Regions from separate parts of the Pan troglodytes genome. Here region 2 is linked to region 1. Evidence: chromatin contacts called from public HiChIP or PLAC-seq data. All regions are on one chromosome and are shown on one strand. Each heading gives the region's core, a stretch centred on a gene start, on an enhancer-like site or on the middle of the called end of the contact. The rest is flanking DNA. Distances are from core to core; before and after follow the strand shown.

What was found. HiChIP or PLAC-seq counts read pairs in DNA pulled down with a chosen protein or histone mark.
Region 2: a contact with region 1 is called in an H3K4me3 HiChIP or PLAC-seq map of stem cell-derived excitatory neurons, with 2.3 times the contacts expected there. The contact joins the promoter of UNC93B1 here to the promoter of NUDT8 in region 1. A contact is called at or near these places in 1 of 7 Hi-C or Micro-C datasets (stem cell-derived neural progenitor cells) and 1 of 1 datasets of contacts at active chromatin or transcription factors (stem cell-derived excitatory neurons).

Annotation. Positions count from the first base shown.
Region 1 is chr9:69,949,209-69,952,960 of NHGRI_mPanTro3-v2.0_pri, forward strand. It overlaps NUDT8 (nudix hydrolase 8), which reads right to left and starts at 1,537. Exons shown (of 4, transcript XM_522294.9): 1 at 1,132-1,537; 2 at 334-466. The coding sequence starts at 1,325. It overlaps TBX10 (T-box transcription factor 10), which reads right to left. Exons shown (of 7, transcript XM_016921381.3): 6 at 3,750-3,752; 7 at 2,735-3,326. The coding sequence ends at 3,037.
Region 2 is chr9:70,042,718-70,046,817 of NHGRI_mPanTro3-v2.0_pri, forward strand. It overlaps UNC93B1 (unc-93 homolog B1, TLR signaling regulator), which reads right to left and starts at 2,785. Exons shown (of 11, transcript XM_016921385.3): 1 at 2,608-2,785; 2 at 2,317-2,458; 3 at 1,682-1,835. The coding sequence starts at 2,703.

The sequences.
Region 1 (3,752 bases), core at 287-2,786:
CCCTCTGCTTAGGACAATCTCCCACTTGGCATTCAAGCCTGGGTTCAATCCCTGCCTACCCCATGAAGCTTCCCTGACCCTAATCCACCAAACTGAGTGGAGCTGGACCACCCCATCGCCCTGGGCCACCTCTACTCAGGGCACCAGAGCCTCCCCAATCCCTTCCCGAGGGGGTGTGTGGGGTGGTGCATGTGACCAGGCAGGTTAGGGGCACCCTTCCACACTTTGTGCCCGTGGGGGTCCATGACCACTCTCCTGGTCCCTGGGAGCCCAGCTCCAGGGCAGGCACAGAGTGAGTGAATGGGGTGGGGTGGCCTCAGCCAAGTGGCTCACCGGATCATACACAGGCCGCAGCAGGCCCCACACGTGCTCCTCGGGCACTGCCAGGCCCAGCTCCTCCCGGGTTTCCCGCAGGGCCGTGTGCACCACATCTTGGTCAGCCGGGTCGCACTTGCCGCCTGGGAAACTAAACAGACACAAGGAGTCTGGTCCTTGGACTCTTGGGGCCACGGAGAGGTCGGGGTGTCGGCAGTGCGGGGGGGCCACTGGCCCACCAAAGTGTCGCCTGCCTCTGCCCCTAGTTTACTGGGAGGCCCCAGGCAAGCCACGCGACCTCTGGAGGCCAGTTTACCTCCCTGAGCAATGGGGATAAGGAAGAGAGTCCCGGGACAGCGCAGGATAAGAGGGTCTGCAGCAGGGGCAAGAAGATCCTGGGGCTCAGATACCCAAATTCGGCCTATGGTGGCCCCAATAACACTGACATTGTCCTCAGGATGTTCTTAATTCCCGCCGGGCGGGGCTCGAATCTCTCCGTAGTCGCCGGCAGGGGGCGGCGTCCGCCCTCTAAGCGGGAAACAGCTCAAAGGGGTGTCCCGGCCCAGGCGTGCGCGCAAGGACGCGTACGACGGGCCCACGCGGCGAGGACGTGGCGCCCGGGCAGGTGCACCGGGGCCGACGGACACGGATCGCTGACCTCTCGCCGCAGCCCTTGGGCGGAGGGACTCTCCCCAGACCCATTTTACGGAGGCGGAAACCGAGGCTCGAAGGGGCTAAGTGCCCTGCCAGAGGTCCCTGCCAGCCCCGGGCTCCTGTGGCCTCCGGCAAAGGGCTAGGAGTTCCCGGCCGCTGTACCTGACGTCGCCCTTGTGCCTCCCGGTCAGGCGGCTGGACCGCAGCGTGTACAGCAGCGCCGGGACCCCACGCACTGAGCAGAGCGGCACGAGCACCGCGGCCGACGCGGGCCGCGCGCGGAGCCGGGCCGTGGCCCCTGCCAGCAGCCGGCGGCAGCGCAGCTCGCCCTCGGCCGACAGGCAGTCGGGCAGCATGTCAAGTCCTGCGCGGCCGGGACACTGAGGGCGCGGGATCGGGCGAGGGAAGAGGCGAGGCGGGGCGAGGCGGGGCGAGGCAGGGCGAGGCGGGGCGGGGCACTCAGCCCGGGTCCCTCCGGAAGCTGAGAGGGAGAAGGGGCAGCCCGCGCGACGCGTCCCGCCTGGGGGGCTGCGGAGCGGCAGCGGCGTCGGGGGGCCTCAGTGGGGTGGGTCTGTTCGTGGGCGGGGCCTGCCCGGAGACGGGGCCTCGGTGGGACTGGGTCTGTTCGGGGGCGGGGCCTGTTTGAAGGCGGGTCCTCGGTGGGACGGGGTCCATTAGGGGGCGGGGCCTGTTTGAAGGTGGGGCCTCGGTGGGACGCGTTGAGTCCCCCGGATGGGAGGGACGGAGGGCGGCGGGGCGGGGCGGGGCCTGCGCGGGAGCCGGACCCGGACGTTACTGCGAAAGGGTGGCGGGGCCTAGTAGGCAATCGAGGTTGGGGCGGGCTGGGGGCGGGGCCTGGACCGGAGCTTTTGCTACGAAGGACTGGGGGGCGTGGCCAGGCGGACTGTGCTTCCGGCAGGGCCGGGCCGTGGCCGGGGGTGTGGCCGCGGGGAGGGAGATGGGCGCGGAGCTGCAGGACCTGCCGGTTGTGTTCTCCGAGATCCTGGAACCACGCGAACCGTGAAGCGCCCGGCGACCGTCCTCGGTCCCGTTGGGTCCTGGCGTTGGGGTGTCTGATGAGGCCCCGCCGGCCCCCACTGGTCCGTCCCTCCCCTAGGGGCTCCAGGATGTACGGAGCCGGGATCCCACGGGGACGCCCCTCTAGGAACCCAGGTCGATCGGTGCGCGAGAGGAGCGTCCGGCCCAGCCCTCCCTCCGGTCCTCCCTCCCGATACCGCTGGGTGGCGCGCGCCGCCCCCAGTCTTGTCTTCCCCTCTGGCTTCGTCGGACTCCAGCCCCAGGCCTTTGACCTCCTTGTCCCAGAGTCCAGAGCTCTTCTCCCTTCCTGCCTTGAGTCTTGACCGGATTCCCAAATGCCTCCCCCGTTCCTACCTCGGCCCCTGTGGTCACTGACCACCGTGGTTCTGCGCCCTTCCACCAGACCCTGGGCTTGGGGACCAGATGACCCCAGCCTTGCGCACAGCATTTAAACGTGGGGTGGCGGGTGTCCGCCATGCTCTGCTGTGTGACGTTGAGCAGGTCCGCGCCTCTCTGAGCGCCAGTTTCGATCCTCATCTGGGCAAGTGCAGCCCTGCCACTGGGCTGGAGTCACCACTTTTAATATTACTGTGTGCTCCCAGGGATGCGGACGGCACTGGGCAGAGCTTCGGGATGCCTACAGGGCTGATGTGGGGACTATGATGGGTCTGGGAGTTCCTGAGGCCCCCACCCACCCTGACCACGACGACAGAAGTGCTCTGACCACTCATGCCAAATAGTTTAATGTTAGGGGGAAGGGAGAGGTAAGGCAGGGTTTTCGGGAGTTACCCCCAAAGCAAGAGGGCATAGTATTCAGGCTGCTGGGGTTGGGAGGTAGAAGTCCTGGTTCCAAGCTTGCCATGGTCCCAGCCTTGCTGTGACCCTGGGCAGGTAGCCTCTTTCTCTAGACTTTCACCTACCCTGCTCTCCTTGAGACAGAGATGGGGCTGGAGGGGGCGGGGCAGAGGCTGATTCCCACACCCGGTGTAAGGTCCAGGGTAGCAGGGCTTCCCCACAGGTCTTCTGGCATCACTGGGAGTCCTGGCCAGGCCCCAGGCACACAACAGTGGGGGACAGGAGCCCCAGCCCAGCTGGGAGAGGCAGGCCTCCTTGATCCCTATCAGCCCGGATGTTGGGGAGGGGGTATGGTGCTGGCCGGGTCCTTGGGATCCCTAGGTGGCTCGGGGCTCCAGAGTACAGGCTCTGATACGTGACAGGCCTGTAGGTGGCCGGGGCCAGCAGGACCTCAGGTGGGGGCAGCAGCTGATGATGGAGCCGAGCAGGGGTCTTGGAGGTGGAAGCTGAAGCTTTGTTGAGGTCTGAGGGAGGAAATGAGTGGACTCTGGGCCTCCCATCGCATCCTCATCCCTCATCCCAGGCCTGCCCTGGTCCCTTCCTGCTCCTCCTTCCCAAGTTACCTACCTCTCAGCCTTCGCCTTTGCTTTTCCCTCTGCCTGGAATTTCTTCTTCACCTTCTCCCTCTGTCCAAACCCTTCCCAGTCTTCCAAGGCCCAGCTTGAGAGCCACCTCCTGCAGGAAGCCTGCCTGGCACCCTCTGCCTGTGCTCTTTGCCCTGAGCCCCATATTGTCTTAGGCATGTCTGCTTCCCCCTCTGTGTGTCCACACAGGGGCCCTGTGGGTTCGCTGAGCTGCTGAAGCCCCTTCCTGGAGGTCCTGTCCCTTTGCCTCCCGCCCACTGTGTACACCTTAGTCCCACTATGTCTGCAGGCCTGGGGCCTTACCTT
Region 2 (4,100 bases), core at 1,535-4,034, 95 kb after region 1:
AAAATGTATCCTAGGAAAAATAATTGTTTAAAAAATTGGGGGAGTGCTGGATGTGGTGGCTCACACCTGTAATCCCAACACTTTGTGGGGCTGGGGCGGGTGAATTTGAGACTGGCCTGAGCAACATAGCAACTCCCCATCGCTACAAATACTTTAAAAATCAGCCAGATGTGATGGCGTGCGCCTGTAGGCCCAGCTACTCGGGAGGCTGAGGTGGGAGGATTGCTTGAGCCCAGTGTGTGGGGGTTGAGGAGGCAGTGAGCTGTGTTCGTGCCACTGCACTCTAACCTGGGTGACAGAGTGAGACTCTGTCTCAAATAATAATAATAATAAAATAAATAAACACATAATTAAAAAAAAAAAAACAAGGAAACAGATGTAAGCACAGAAGGAACTGCAGTGTCCAATTCCAAGCCACTGTTCAGTGCCACCGTATCTGCAGAAGATGCTACCATTGCAAAGTCGTAACTGTGAAGGCTGTAGAGTAGGCTAAGATACGCTCAGTGAAAAGAAGGAAGCAAGCTCTGGGCACTGTGGCTCATGCCTGTAATCCCAGCACTTTGGGAGGCCAAGGCAGGAGAATCACTTGAGGTCAGGAGTTTAAGACCAGCCTGGTCAACATAGTGAAACCCCATCTCTACTAAAAGTACAAAAATTAACCGGGTGGCAGGCGCCTGTAATCCTAGCTACTCAGGGTGCTGAAGTAGGAGAATCGCTTGAGCCTGGGAGGCAGAGGTTGCAGTGAGCCGAGATCACACCACTGCACTGCAGTCTAGATGACAGAGCAAGTATCTGTCTCAAAAAAAAAAAAAAAAAAAGTAAGCAAGCAAAAGCAAACATAGCCCGCTTGCATACACACACACACACACACACACACGGGCACGTCCACACACGTGCTCTGGGGACAAGGATGTGAATGTAATCCATGCATGGTGGTGGGACAGCATGGGTAGCCGATTTCCTGGAGGGCTTAGATGGGGTTTCTTTTTTATGATTTCAGTTATTCTAATCCTGCCTGTGCAACGGGAGATGTTTTAAATTTTCAAATTTTTGTTTAAATGGAGTTTTCTCTTGTTGTTTTGTTTGTTTGTTTGTTTGTTTTAAAGATGAGGGAGCTCAAATTCACCTAATTTGTCCACTGGTCTCCAGGTCCCATCAGGGAGGGCACTGTGGACCAGTGATGGGGAGGCTGAACCACATACCTCCAGGGCTCAGATCTGGGGGAGAGCTCTGGGGCACCTGCCCAGCCATGCCTGTCTGTGAGAAACACCCCCTCAGCACCAGTCACAGCGACTGGGCCAGGCATGGGTGCCTGGACTTTGCTGACCGATCAGAAACCCCTAACTCTACAGCCCCAACCCTGAAGGCCACAGTGGCTCTGGGAGGCCTCCAAGGAGGCCACGAGGAGGGTGCCACGTGAGGCCCAGGCAAGCTGGGAGGGAGCTCAGCCCGTGTGAATCTGTTGCTGGAAACCAAATGTGCCCTGAGGCAAATTTCCTGTTTCCTTCCCCAAATCCGAGTTTCACCCCCTTCACTCTCAGGCTTCCGGATAGAAAAAAACCTCTCCCTTGCTCCCTCGCCCCACAAACACCCCGGCAGATGGACACCTCCTGGCCTGCCGGCCTCTGTACCCCTCCGAAATGGGAGTACCGCAGCATCCCACAGGAGCAGCCGCGCCCACCTGATGAGCACAGGTGTGTAGAGCAGGGCGGCGATGGGAGTCACGTTGATGCCCATCAGCATTTTGCTGTCGATGTCGGGCAGCCCCATGTTGCCATACTTCACCTCGCGGTAGGTCTCGTCGTAGTGCAGGATCAGCTGCATCTGCAGGAGGCCTGGGGACAGGACAGAGAGCGGCGTGCAGGGAGCAGCCTGGCTTTGGGCGCCACCGAGCAGAAGACGGCATGCAGGCCTCGCAGGGAGCTCCAATCACCGAAGGCATTCCCGCTGACAGCGCCCCTCAGGACAGCCGGGTTCCCGGGCTGCGCCACGCCTTCTGCCAGCCCGCGGCCACTTGGCCAGCTAAGCCCAGACCCCCACCCGCCTTGCTCCGCCGGCCTCCAATTCTGAAGGTGGCAGGTCTGTCCGGGAGCCCGGACCCCTGTCCCCCACCCACACCGAGGCTCTGGCTGGGACCCGGGGACGCTGCGCTACTTGACCCCCCAACCCCACCCCCGCCGCGCGGGGCCGTGGCTGCAGCTGCGAGGGCAGCGGAGGGGAAGTGAGAGCGGGCGGGAGGCAGCGGCCCGCGGTTTCTGTTTCCCGGGCCGGGCTGGGAGCGGGCGGGGCGGCCCCGGGTCCCCGAGCGGCACCTACCCAGGTAGACGCCGTAGGTGAGCATGCCTCCGGCGCTGGCAGCCAGCACGTTCTTGAGCACGCCCAGGCGCTTGCGGCGGTAGTAGCGGCGCTCCTCCTCCTCCTCGTTGTAGTTGGGGTACGCGCCCACCAGCTCGTCCAGCTGCGGGCCACGCACGCCGCTCGCACCCGCGATCGCGCCCCGAACCCGTGTCCCCCGGTGCCCGCCGCCCCCCGGCCCGCCCCGCCCCCGCCGGGGGGACCCTGGCCCACAGGGGACGCCCGCGCCTCGCACTCCGGGTCCCCGCTCACCGGGGCCTCGGGCCCGTCCGGGACCCCGAGCCGGTCCTCGTCGCCCTGCGGCCCCGCAGCCCCCGCCATCGGGTAGAGCGGCGGCTCCGCCTCCATGGCCCGAACTACTGCGGACTCGCGGCGGTTGCCCCGGAGCCCTTGCGACCGCCCGGCCACTTCCTCCCGGCGGCCGGGACCTGCCCCCGCCCCGCCCTGTCCCGCCCTGCGGGCCGCCTCCTCCAGGACACGTGTGTGTGTATGTGTGTGTACGCGCGCGCGCGCGCGTGTGTGCAGGGGCCTGCCTGTGTGTGCCCTCTGGGGTGTGAGTTCGAATCCCCACTCAGCCACCTCCTGGCCCTGTGACTTTAGGAATTAACTCCATTTCTTTGTGCCTCGGTTTCCTCTGTTTCCTCGACGGTAAAACAGAAATACGTGGCACTACCCCCGGGGCCATGGCGGAACTATTGAGTTAAAGCAAAGCCTTGGAAAAGTGCCAGGGTTGCCTGGCTCCCTTAAGCTCCCCTCAGGGTTGCCTGGGTCGTCCCCAGCCCCACCTCCAAGCCTGCTGTTACAGCTCATCAAAGAGCACTGCAGGGACAGTAGCGTCACCAGCTGGACCCCACCTCCCACCACAGGACGCTACAGCCAGAGCCCACCTCCCATGTCCCCATCCTGCTCCAGTTTGGGCTGTGCAAATGGGAGCTTGAGTGAGTCCTGGGAGGTGGAGATTGTGATCCCCACTGAACTACTTGGGGGACCCTGCCACAACCATGTAGTGGGGCCCAGAGCCACCTGCCGCCGTCCTGCTGGGCACTGGATCCCGGGCTGCAGCGGGAGCCCGTGGTGGGGCCGACACTCCAAAGCACTGGCTACCACCGACCTGGCTGGAGCCACGGGGCCACTTTTGAAAATATCCAGATTCTCTCCCCTGGGTTCCTTCTGGTTTGAATGCTCTTCCTGCTGCGCCTCCCAGGTGGCTTCCTTCCCACTCAGCTCTCAGAACAAGAGAACATCCCTGCAGAGAATGCAGTCCCTCCACTTCCCTTCTGGTTTTCCATGCCCTCCCTGTGCACCCCCCTCCACCCACTGCTCTTCAGGTACATCCTCTCCCAAATGCAGAGGATGGCATTGGGCACCTACTGAGTGATCAATACTTGTGACTGGATGGGTGCATGAGTGACTGGATGACAAACACCTCCCACCCCGCAAGGATTGCTGGGAAGGTGGAGGGAGGCGTGAATCTGCAGTGGCTTCAGGCTTCCAGGAGGTAGAACTTTCTCCAGGTGACGATGCCCAAGTGCAGATGTGGAGAACAGACAGGTGGATTCATGCAGGTGGGTGGCTGGAAGTGGGAGACAGGAAAGGAGCCGAAGAGAGGGCAGGGCCCGAGGCGCAGGGGCAGGGAGGAGGTGGGAGAGTATGGCTATGGCGAGGGCCGTTCTCAGATGGCAGACACCAGCATCATTACACAGCATGATGAGAAAGTGCAATTCTCCTGACTCAGCCTTGTGAGT